Regions from separate parts of the Gossypium arboreum genome. Here region 2 is linked to region 1. Evidence: chromatin contacts called from public Hi-C data. All regions are on one chromosome and are shown on one strand. The core of a region is the stretch at or near the end of the contact, and the rest is flanking DNA. Distances in the headings are between cores, read along the strand shown.

What was found. Hi-C and Micro-C count contacts between places; a contact is called where the count stands out from the background.
Region 2: a contact with region 1 is called in a Hi-C map of leaf, with 5 times the contacts expected there. The contact joins the promoter of LOC108476855 here to the promoter of LOC108477080 in region 1. A contact is called at or near these places in 2 of 5 Hi-C or Micro-C datasets (both in leaf).

What each region holds. Positions count from the first base shown.
Region 1 is chr12:96,027,726-96,034,106 of ASM2569848v2, forward strand. It overlaps LOC108477080 (high mobility group B protein 7), which reads left to right and starts at 3,364. Exons shown (of 8, transcript XM_017779522.2): 1 at 3,364-3,578; 2 at 3,698-3,780; 3 at 3,886-3,937; 4 at 4,020-4,130; 5 at 4,218-4,275; 6 at 4,369-4,413; 7 at 4,498-4,593; 8 at 4,710-5,046. The coding sequence starts at 3,454. The coding sequence ends at 4,784. LOC128285687 reads left to right here. Exons shown (of 2, transcript XM_053023570.1): 1 at 1-622; 2 at 1,153-1,513. The coding sequence starts at 463. The coding sequence ends at 1,340. It overlaps TRNAT-UGU (transfer RNA threonine (anticodon UGU)), which reads left to right and starts at 5,646; the gene lies at 5,646-5,717.
Region 2 is chr12:96,193,345-96,199,725 of ASM2569848v2, forward strand. LOC108476855 (ATP-dependent Clp protease proteolytic subunit 2, mitochondrial) reads left to right here and starts at 3,833. Exons shown (of 2, transcript XM_017779217.2): 1 at 3,833-4,437; 2 at 4,528-5,192. The coding sequence starts at 4,140. The coding sequence ends at 4,964. It overlaps LOC108478075 (60S ribosomal protein L44), which reads left to right and starts at 1,713. Exons shown (of 4, transcript XM_053023581.1): 1 at 1,713-1,872; 2 at 2,447-2,626; 3 at 2,910-2,984; 4 at 3,072-3,333. The coding sequence starts at 1,870. The coding sequence ends at 3,131.

The DNA of each region.
Region 1 (6,381 bases), core at 2,114-4,613:
GGATATCTTACACTAGTTTGTCAAAACTCTACTTGTCATCTTGTTTCAATTCAAACCCACTAACCCCATGTGATCAACCCCGTAATCTTTCCCTCTAACTCCCCTTGCATGCCTCTTTTACAATAAGACCAAGGACAGAGACACACAGACAGACAGCGCCGTAGGCTTTCCTTGGCAGCGACAAGACACTAGATAGATGGATGGATGGATAGAAAGATAGAGAGAGAAAGAGATTAAGAGATTAACTTTTGCCTCGGTTACTGGTTCTACACGACCAACACTTTTTGCTTTCCAGAAGTTATAACTGGTCCAAAACACACCCAGCTGCTAGCGTACACCCCCTTGGCCTTGTGTGTGTTCCAAGCTTTAAGTTAACCCTTTATTTTATTGTTTTGAACTCCCTATATAATTCCTTTACTGTGACCCCACAGTTCATATCTGAGTGGCCTGCTTGTTTGAAAAATGGGAGTGATTGGGTTGTGTCTGTGTGGGAAGAGGAAGCTTAGGAGCATGTTTTGGAGGGTTAGAGCTGAGATAAGGAGACAAGTGAAGGGTAGGACATCCAAGCAGAAGTTTAGCTTCCACTATGATCCCTTCAGTTATGCTCTCAACTTCGACAATGGTAACTTCGGTTTCTTATGCTGATCATCACTCCCAAACTAGAATCAATCAAATCATAGCTTGTTAAGTTCATTTTAAGGTCTCTTTGTATTCTAAGCTTTCTTCTTCTTCTTCTTCTTCTTCTTCTTCTTCTTATTTATCACCTTTTCCCCCTTGTTTCTAAGTTAGCTTTTTGATCTCCATCTGGGTAATGATTGTAACTGAAATCCAACTTCAAAGAAAATGCAATCTACCTTTTAGCTAAACAACAAAATCCTTTCCATGAAGATATATATATATATATATATATTTACAAATGGTTTTCTTTTTCCTTTAATGAGCCCACAATGATGCTTACCAATTAACTTTAGGTATCAAATTGATAACAATGTGAAAAGAAAAGGAGAAGACAATGCAAATGGAGATTTGGGTTTCGATGTTTGAATGTTATGAATTTGTGTAGATTAATGGCATGCAAAGCTTAGTTTCTTTAAAAGTGAAGCGGGTAGCTTTTGTTTATGAGAAATGTCTTAAAACTTGTTTTTAATTCAGTATTGACAGTTCTCGGACCATATCTCAGCTGGGGTTTTCCTCTTGTGGATTTATTTCTTCCATGTGTAATGGGCAATACGGAACCACAACTTCACTGCACTACTATAAATGCTTCAGCACCAGCACTAATATCTCTTCCGTTCCTTTTGTCTTGTAATATAAGACCGTTTTACTTCGCCATTGAATAGGTTAGGGTCTGGGGTATGAGCCATCGGTTTTCATTTGGAACACCCCTCCCACCTTCACACTGCATATATTTCTCTTTCGAACCTTGTTTAATTGGACCATTATTTCTTTCCCAGTTCCATGTTCTCATTAATATACTAATGTAAAAAAAAGATCATTTGTGTGTATGATAAAATACATATTGTGTTGAGAAGCCATCAGATGTGTAGATTCTATAAGGATGCATGGTTGTTTTAAACTTAAACCGCCATTTAACGCCTTCAAGATGTGATTTTGTGATGATTTGGTATTAATGGGGGTTTTAACTAATTTGGGGCAAACAGTTAAAAAAGGAGGCAAAATATTAGTACTCTGAGGTAGAGGAATCTAAATACACCGGCATTTGACCTCTTCAAAGTTTAAAATTTTGTGTCTCTTGTCTACTTTCTTCTTTCTATTATTGATCCTTTGGTAAAAAAATAAAAAAATAAAAAATCTTCTGCATCTCTTTCAATTTCAACTTTACTAAAAACAATTGTGGGGCATTCTTTCCAATCAAAATTGATTTGGATCCATTTCTAATGGCAGTACTGGTTTTGTATGGAAGCAAGTAAAATGCGATGAAATGAAACGGCCATATTTGCCTTCACTTGAAGAATTTTTCCATAAAAAAAAAAAAATCAAATTCTGATCATGGTCTACCCCATGATTCAATTCAAAGAAGATAAAATGGTGAAGGGGCATCGGGGTTTTGTCTTCAATGCTTAAATTAGTACCAATGTAAAAGATGAATCACGAGAGAGATCATTTTGGGTCATTTACTTGGCTCGGAGCTATTAGGCTTATTTTTCTCTACCCAAGATTTTTACAAGAAGAGAAGAAGCTTCGGCTGGTGTTAGATGATGTTATTTTGCCATTTTGGGGTTTCTCTACTATATATTAAAAAAAAAACAAAAAAACCCACAAGATATAAAAACCTGATACTTGTCCATTGTTTAAAATGTAATTCAGAGAGCAGTAAAAAGGAATTGGTGAGAGGTTTGAGAAAGAGGAATGAGTTAATAAAAAATGAGGAAAGAGATGTGGTTAAGTAAGTGTCAAATTGTTTAATGTGAAGCTAACAAATGTCTTGCATGCATTTTATTCATCCATTTTATCAAAGCTTTTGAAACTGAGAAATAGGGAATTTACAACCACACCTGATAAGGACCTGTGTTCAAAGCATTTTGCATTCCAGGTAATCTATCCATAACTTCTTATGCTTACCCATCAAACCTGTGTATCCTTTATTTACTACCAACTTCATCCAGGGAAATCCTCAAAATCTAGACTTTCTACTTTCCTTTCACTCATCCCTTTTTTTTTTTTAGAATTTGTTTTCAGCGCTTCTGAATCTCAACTCTAACAATGTATAATTACTGAATATCAGCAAGCTGTGAATTGCGGGTGATCCTACTAGTATGATCAAATAAGAAAAAAAGTCTAGATTTTTATAAATTTAAATTTAGAATAATATGATACTCTCACATATATCAAATATACATTTTTGATTAATTAATTGTTAAAAAAATAGAGAAAATAATAGTTTAGATTCACCTACACTGCTACAATCCACTTTAAAGAAAATGGACGTAGAGGTTAGAGGTGTTGATGGTCTGGATTTAAGCATACTTGACCATAAATAAAAATATTATCAACTTGGAAAATTGAGTCGGAGCTCAATCTGAATTGAAACACAACCCCTCTTCAATTTTGTGCCAACTTAGCCCAGCAATAAGAGTCTAATTGAGGCCGAAACTCTTGGCCCAAAGCTTTGCTTCTACGTCGTAGGGTGATTAATGGAGCCAACTCATGAATCCTAGTGAAATTTGGTTCAAAATTTTCAACCTCCCTCCCAGCTCCAAAATCCAAAAATGTTGGGAATAAAAGAAAAGCAAAGGCGCGCTTCTAAGCTGGCGCCAAAATATCGAAACCCCATTTTCCATTTCCCTCTATTTTTTTGCCTTTTCTGCTACTATTAATTGTTTCCCCCTCCCCAAACAACCCATCGAAATCGCATTCTCCATTTATTGGTTCCCTTCAATCAAGAAACTCCTCTTTCGTTCTTTGTGAGTGTTACAGTGAAAAACAAAGATAATGGCAGGCGGGTCCAAATCCAATCCACCAAAGCCTAGGAAGAGAGTCGACGCTGCTTCAGCCCCTGCCCCTGCCCCTGCCTCCTCTCTTGTTCGCGCTAAAGATGGCAGTGCTTTTGCCAAATGGTAATCTCATTCTCTCTTGTTCTATGTTTTTTATTCTGATTTCCTTTCTGGGTATTTTCACATCTTTGTATATTCATTACTAAATTTTCTTTGTTTCGTTTCACACCCTGAAATTGCAGTGATGAGTGTAACAAAACCGTACCCATGGCTCTTATCAATATGCATAGCTGTAGCCTTGAAGCTAAAATCAAAATGAATTTGGGTTAGCCTCTTCGTTTCCAAGTCTAATTAATATAACTTAAATTAGGTTACTGGTGGTGGGAATTTTTCATAATTAGTTTTACTTTATTTTTATTTTCTAATTTAGAGTCTCAAGTTATAGAGAAGCCTGCTGAAGCCAAGAAGAAGCCTGCAGAAAGGTATTGTTTACTTTCATCGGCCTTCCTTGGGGAGTTTGTTCTTCACTTTTGGTTTACTTATATGTTTCCGATGAATTTTCAGGAAGAAGCCTCCCGCAACAACAGAGTCAAATCCTAAAAAGCCGAAGAAGTTGAAGAAGGGAAAAGATCCCAATGCCCCCAAACGCCCTCCCACCGCCTTCTTCTTGTTCATGTAATGACTCTTTGTTTACCCTCTTTTTGTTCACGAGTTAGTTCCATGTGGCCTTTAATTAACGGGATTTCTCTTTTTCCTTTCCAGGGACGACTTTAGGAAATCTTACAAGGAAGCGAACCCAGATGCAAAGGGTGTTACAGGGGTACTCATTTCTCACCATGGTTGAATATTATTATTTTTTCAATTTTATTATTAAATAATGGTAAGTTTATAACGTTTCTGTGATGAAATTTAGGTTGCAAAGGAAGGTGGTGAGAAATGGAAATCTATGTCAGAAGAAGTAAGTTGTTAATATTCATTATTATGATTATAAATTGGTTATAGATTAAAAACTGAGTTTGCTAATGAACTTGACTTCAATCAGGAAAAGAAGTGTTACGTGGATAAAGCAGCTGAGCTGAAAGCAGAGTATGAAAAGGCAATGGAGGAGGCTAAGAATGCTGACCATCAAAATGAGGAAGTAAGGCTTCATTCACCCTTCTCCTCAAACCATTTGGTGCTCTGTTTCTTACGTTTACCCATTTGTTGCGAATTGTGACAATATGCCTAACCTCTCATTTGGATTTTTTTTATTAGGAGGAAGGAGGTTCAGACAAGGAAACCCCTGCTGCTGAAAAGGCAACAGAGGAGGAAGTGTTGGATGATTACTAGTTGAAGGCATAGTTCTTTTCGAGTTCCCCCAAGAATTTGTTCTTATTTTGCCCGGGGGTTTGGGAGGGAGTGTAAATTTTTCATTCAATTTTTGGAGCTAATGTTTTCTGGTAGGTGTCTAGATGCGTTGGAGAATCAGCTTGACTTGTCTCTTCTCCAATCAAGTTATTATTTTTGTCTTGTTTGATATGTGAATGCTGAAGCAGTTTCTCCTGTAATGCTTATGACTTGTCAGTAATGATAACGAAATATGATCTTTAAAGGTGGCCTTCCATCTACATTGTTGAAGATAGGTTCTTTCATGGTATTTGATTGTGGAAATGCAATGGTAATGCAAGTTGGTAAAATTAGACCTTTGAATTGGTGCATTAACGTAGTGTACATGAACAATAAACAATGTTCCTTAATTAATGTTATTAAATGAAATTGAGTTGAATGTGGGGGAAAAATGAACTGCTTTAGTCGGAAAATGAAGTTGGACCATGGAACTTTTCCACCATTGATTAAGGTTTGGCCAGTTGGCCCTAAAACTTTTAGGGATGGCGTTAAATATGTGGTTCCTAGAAGTAACCAGCATGTGGAGTTTAAAGAGATATGCAGTTTTGAAACATCCTCTCCATGAAGATGGTTTATTTTTGTAGTGACATTCAAGATTTTGGCTTTTGAAAGCAGGAAGAACAGGGGTAGCTGTAAGGCAATGGAAACAGTCCTAGAATGGAACAAATAACCTTGAAAACATCCATGCTTTGAGTTGCTCCAAGCTGCTCCCGGTGCCCCGCTCGTATCAACATTTGCCTTTTTGCTTCCCTTTCAAGTCAACATACGTTCTCTAAGGAAAAAAAATGGTCATAGCAATTCGAAGACCCTATAGCTCAGTGGTAGAGCGTCAGTCTTGTAAACTGAAGGTCTGTAGTTCGATCCTGCATGGGGGCAAATTTTTTATAACATCATCAAAGTTACATAGCTCGGGTAGGTAGAGGTGAGAGATATGCCAACCATTTTTAACGTAATAGTATTGAATCGTTAAACGGTTGATGACTTTAGTTGTGATCTAAGCAAAAAAAAAAAAAAACAAAGAACTTTAAAGGACGAAAATGAAAAAAAAAAAAAAGATTTATGGACATTGATTTTAGACTCTTATTTTTGGACAAAGGATGAATAGATTATCAAAGTGCAGGTTATTACAACTAAATTCCAGAATTAGGCGTGACCCGTTACTGATTTTCCGCTATCAAAATTTTTCATTTTAGATCGAATTTTAAAAATTAATATATTTAACTTTTAATATTTATAAAATTTGTGAATGAGTTTTCTAATTTTAAAATTTTCAAAAGAATATTTAAAAGTTCTCATTTTAATATTTTTAACATACTTCTAAAATCTTTTAAATAAGAAGAATATTTAACACTATATATATTGTGTTCATTTTAAAACTAATATCACCTTTGTGAATATGGTAAAAAATTCAGATTGACTTAAATCATATTTTAAATTAATATTATATTATTTAATTAAATCCCTTTAAAACTAGTACAAAACAATTATTTTTATTAATTTTAAAATATATAAAGATTTAATCTTGGAGTAGAGAAAATAA
Region 2 (6,381 bases), core at 2,583-5,082, 170 kb after region 1:
TAAAAGGTTTGGGCAATTTTAATGTGGAAATTTGCCTCTGCTCTCAACCACTTGTAGACACTAAGTTGGATCCAAACCCAAGTCATTATATTGAATGCCACGAGCACTTCTAACCTTTAATCATGGTTTCACCAGTATGGCTTTTTCTGTATAAGCATATCTATAATTGTGTTGACAGTTTTTTTTACTAAATGCAATTACTTGATGTGGCCCTCAGTAAAATTTTCATACATACTTTGACTATGATTGTTTTACCTTCGGCCTTTTATCTACGACATTATCTCAAAATCAATATCTTAATTGGACCTCAACCAATGAGGTCTAAGGTGGGGAATTCGTTGTCCAGTTACCTAGGTTAGCCTAAGCTCATAATTCAGCATAAAAAAAATACAGTAAATACTTTTCTTTGTATTTAATTACTCAATGAATGATGATACAAAAGAGATTGGGGAAATATTCTATTTATAGTTATAGCTGAATCCCCAACAACACATGAAATTTAAAGATTCAAGTCCATCTATAAGATAGGTTCTGATAGAATTATGAATAAATTATACTTGAGGTCACTAACTATTAGTAAGTTTACGTCTTGATCATTTAACTTCAAAAAGTTACTAAATAATCACTGAATTATTAACAAATTTTCATTTGATTCATCGGGATGTTAAAATCGTTGCTTTATCGCTTTCACTGTTCATACCGCTTACTCCAATTAGAAGTTCTCATTCCCTTTCTCATTTACAGTTCGAGTATTTTTCATGAAACATCTTTGAAAATCATGAATTTGTGAAGCAAAATCCAAACAACTTTCTACTCATTGATGGGTACTAGGCTATCATACCGATTGTCAAATCGTCGTTTGAAGCTTGCTAGTTGGACTTTTTAAAAAAAAAACATAATAGTCTAGTGACTTGAAAACTTTTAAATAGTTCAGCGGCTTAAATGAAAAGTTTTGAATAATTTAGTGTAATTTATCCTAAATTTAAATTGTTTATCAAGCTGATTTCCGGAAGTAATGGTAACTATAAGTTACTGGAGCATTTATTGAACGTTCAAGCTTCCTGTAGATGACTTTATAGAATATTTTAGGATTAAATCACTATTTGGGGTATGAATTTTGCAACAATTCTAATTTTGGAGTTTCAATTATGTTTTGGTCTAAGTTAGTTCTTAAACTTGGTAATTACTCTTATATTAGGGCCGGAACTAGATAAATTTTCCTATATTGGGGCTTGAATTTTTTTTAACTTATTCTCTAAACTTAGCAACTGTTCCCTAATTGGGGATGAACTTAGCTAATATTTCCACATCAGGCTTTGAATTTTAAGGTTTTAAGAAAATGTTAAGGATTAACTTGAAAGAAAAAACTTAAGCCCCAATGTGAAACCTTAATAAGACGGGAACAATTATTAAATTCAATGACTAACTAGAATCAAAAATAATTTAAACCTTAATATATGAATAATTACCAAATTCGAATAAAAAATATTTAATCTAATTATCTAATAATTAAATATATTTTAAAAAAATTAAAGGCTTTTTTAATGCATTTTAAAAATTTAAGTATCTAATTGAGTGAAAAGATATAAGGACTTAATTACATTTTCTGAAAAAAATTAAAGATTTTTTACGCCTTATACCATTTTTATTTTATGTGGAACTTGGTTTTGGGTGTATAAAAGTTTGTAAATCTACAAAGAATAGTTGGGCTTCATTTTCTTTTTAGCCCAAAACTCAAAGCCTAAAATTGAAACCCTCAAAAACCCTAAAATGAGAAATCAGTATATTTATTAGGTTAGACTGGCGGACTCCTAATTTTACCATCCTCACCGAAACAGAGCTCGGGTACTCTCATCTTCAGCCGCAGCCATGGTACTTCCCCGGGTTTGTTTTCCTTTATCTTCTGGGAATCCATTTTGGATCTACTTTTTCTTTCCATAAAAGTGTTTCAAAATGGAGTTTATCAAATAGGATAAAGATTCTATAAGAACATTTGGGTTGGGAGAATTGGGATGAAAAGTTTGGGATTTCGTTTTCATTTTCATTTTCCTTTTTCTGAGAAAATTTATGGTGAAATTATGTCTATTTGGCATTTAGCGTAGTCTTTCCCATCGATATGGTACTTAAGTTATTAGTTTTGTATTGTTTCCAAGACATCTCTTTTAAATATCTGTATTTTATACTATTTTGGTTAATCAATGATAACTTTAGGATGTTTCAAATCTGTTAGTTAATAAGGACTTCAGCATTGGGTTTCTCTTAGAAATCCTAATATGAAATTTGTCGATGAGGTTGCAAAGTTAGGGTAAATGTTGTTCGTGGCTGAGCTGTTTTTTTCTTTGTTGTCAATGAAGTGTAATCTATGTATTTATTGCAGAAAGGAGTTGATAAATTTATTACATTTGGATTTTATTTTGAGAATACGTGTGGCTTTGTATTATTTTAGGTGAACGTACCTAAGACGAAGAAGACCTACTGCAAGAGCAAGGAGTGCAGGAAGCACACTTTGCACAAGGTTACACAGTACAAGAAGGGCAAAGATAGTTTGGCTGCTCAAGGGAAGCGCCGTTACGATCGCAAACAATCAGGTTATGGTGGTCAGACCAAACCAGTGTTCCACAAGAAGGTAATTCCTCTTCCCTTGTCTTTTGTCTCTTGCTTGGTGATTAGTTATATAACCAAAATATCTAGAATTCTTATGCTGCATCTTCTGATACTAGTTAGTAAAGGATGTTTAGTTATTGCTATTTCTCGATACGCTGAGAGAGGATCTAATATCTTATTCTGCATCTTCTGGTACTAGTTAGTAAGGAGTGTTTAGTTAACTCATTTTGTCATTCTGATCATTGCTATTTCTCAAGACTCCTAGCATGTTATATAATATTAATGGCATTGTATGGTTTGAATAGGCCAAGACCACCAAGAAGATTGTGCTGAGGCTGCAATGCCAGGGTTGCAAGCATGTATCCCAACATCCAATCAAGGTTTGTGCATTGAGAAAAACCCTTTGTTGACCAATGTGTTTGCTTGATGAGCTAATGTGTTGGTGTTTGTGTCTTGTGTTGTTGCAGAGGTGCAAGCATTTTGAAATTGGTGGCGACAAGAAGGGGAAGGGAACATCTCTTTTCTAAATGGTGTTTATTTATTTCATGTCATGTCATGTTGTTGGGAACCTTTTAAGACAGTATGGAATTTTTGTTTTTCTAATGTAATGTTTTCCGAGGGATATGGTGTTCTTTAAGCACTTAATAGTTAATGGCATCGTTTGATCTCATTGTCGCCATTTGTTTTAAATACTGTATTTTAATTTAATTGTTTTTGGAACTTCAATAATCTTTGCTATATTTTTCATGAACGAGGAATTGAATTTAGCACTCTTGATCCATTTTAGCTCTGGAAATTGAAAGATAAATAAGATCTCAACGCAAAACAATCTGATTAATTAAGTAAAACAGTTGGATATTTTATTTCTTTTTGCGGAGTTAGATCTTTTTGGAATTTTTTCACATTAAAGTTTGATTATTTTTCGGTTTAATTAAATTTGACAATTTTTCTTGCATTAAAAGTTTGAACTTTTTTCTTTATCTTGAAAATTTTTCGGATTTGTACCATAATATTTTTAAAAATTTAAACTTTAATATGAAAATAACTATTAAGTTTATGATTTAGTATGAAAATAATTGACAAATTGAAGGATTAATTTGAATAAATAAAATTTAAGCCTCAAAACAGTTAAAGTTTCGCTTTTTTAATACTAGGATAGATTTATCCTTGGCATAGGGTTTTTGAGGGATCATCATAGATATTTAGTTTAGTTTTTATTTATTTATTTATTTAACCACAACTGTTGTTGTTGTTTATTTTTGGGTTTGAGATTAACTGGATTGGAATTGGTGAAGCTGTTTGAATAGTAAGTTGGAATTGGGTAATATTCAAGCATTGAGTAAATTATCCAGATATAAATACGCATATAATCCATTTATGAGCTGCTGGCTGCTGCAGTAGCATTCTTCTGATAAACAAAAACTGAGTGAATAGTTTGGTTGTGCTTACTATAGCAAGAGAAACCTATCTTAATTTGGGCATCGGTCCTTTGGCGTTTTCTAAAATCCCTAGCCCGATCTCCTGTGGAGGCAGCCATGAGGACCCTATTTTCAACCACCAAACGCCTCATTTCTTGCACTAGCGCCACCGCCGTGGCCACCCATTCCCGTTCCTTCAGCTTGATACCCATGGTGATCGAGCACTCTTCCCGCGGCGAGAGGGCTTACGACATTTTCTCTCGTCTCCTCAAGGAAAGGATCGTCTGCATCAATGGACCCATCAACGACGACACCGCCCACGTCGTTGTGGCTCAGCTCCTCTTCCTCGAATCCGAAAACCCATCCAAGCCTATCAACATGTACCTCAACTCCCCTGGCGGTCAAGTCACTGCAGGTCTTTCCTTTTTTCTCACTTTCCAATCTCCAATAATACCCATTTCTATCACAATTCTCCATAATATTTTTAGTGTTGTTCTTGGTACAGGTCTTGCAATTTATGATACGATGCAGTACATTAAGTCTCCAATCAACACAATCTGTTTGGGGCAAGCTGCATCCATGGCTTCTCTCCTTTTAGCTGCTGGAGCAAAGGGTGAAAGGCGGTCCCTCCCCAATGCCACCATCATGATTCACCAGCCTTCTGGTGGATACAGTGGGCAGGCTAAAGATATGACCATTCACACTAAGCAGATTGTTCGCGTTTGGGATTCATTGAATGCTTTGTATTGCAAGCATACAGGGCAATCAATTGATATAATTCAGAAGAATATGGATAGGGATTATTTTATGACCCCTGAAGAGGCTAAAGAGTTTGGGTTGATTGATGAAGTAATTGATCAAAGGCCAATGGCTTTGGTCACTGATGCTGTTGCTAATGAACCCAAAGATAGCAAAGACAGCAAAGATAAAGGCTCCAATTAGGATTAGAGGCAGTAAGCTCTTTCTTGATTAATTGTTACTGTTCTTCAATCTTATGGTTAACTCTCTTTTAGCTGTTGATTGATGTTATGCTTCTGGAATTAATTTCTGAGATTTAGGTAGCTTGCTAGCTAATATTTCAATCAGTACTTTCTTTTTTTGAGATCATATGCATCAAGTTTTGCTCGAAAACGTTTTTATTTGAGTAAGGGATGTGCACTTTATTGGAAAGTAGACATGACTGAGGATTATATCTATTGGTATTGGATGCATGGTCTTAATGCTTTAGCTTTGAGGCTATGTCGATGGTTGTCCTGTTTTAATTTCTCTGAATGTAGATAAGCTTCTATTTGCACAATAAGTTGGATTGGAAACAAAAATGAATGTTTGATGTCTCTAAATATAGGCATCACATTTCGTGGTCTCTAAATACCTTCAACATGATTAAAATATGTTTAGTTTCCACCTTCCCTGATTGAACCTTTGTCCACCCATTTTCTCTCTTGCAGCTCTTGTTGGCTTTGAAAATATACTCTAAATTATCTGCTTACCCTGGAAATTAAACCATTAAGTGCACACAGAGTTTTCCTTGTCCTCTTCATTTGATTTAGTGAATGAATCTCTTTCTCTATATACGTATTGTTGTTTAGATGTGTTGAGCCTAATATAAGCCAGGATCTTGACCTGTTCACCTGCATTTTAGTTTCCATGTCATGTGTGATGAAGCTTCTACTGGTTGTTTATCTCTGGATTTATATTTTCAATTGCCAATTACTTAGGAGAAGATCTTTCAAGGACATTATGCAGTAGGATAAAGGTAGGTTAGTTAGTCTGAGATATCTTGCGTTTCTTAGCTTCTTAGGTTTCCAAGTGAAAGAGAAACATCTTGAGGCAGCTAGTAGGCAAGAGTATAATGTTTCCGATCTTCTTGTGGGCAAGCACTATGTCAGACGCAAGAAACGGACAACAGACGAGGGGATTTAATTCTAATTTTGTTGCCTAGAATTTCTTTGTTGGTTTAAATAGAACTTTCCTAATATCAGGATACCTTGATGTCATATTTTGTTTTCCTTGTCAGAACTTGAAGTTAGGATTTTGGCATCTTATTCCCCAATTTATAAACTATAGATGAAAATTATTTATGAATAAAACAAGTTGAAATTTCCAGTAAATTAAAGCTAGGCAGTTCCTTTAGAATTCCAAGAGGCATGGCTCCTTTGAACAAAGTTACACGTCAATTGACTCGATCCTAGACTCCAGCCAAAAGAATTTGGCATTAGATCCTGGCACCATGGACAAGAAAACTTTTGATGAGAAAATTCGGAACTTGCTTCGTAGGAAGTGACGAGTTGATGCGAAGCTGGAGCTAATGTAGGCCTTTGCTTCACGAGTTCTCACATGGAAAACAGGCAAAAACTTT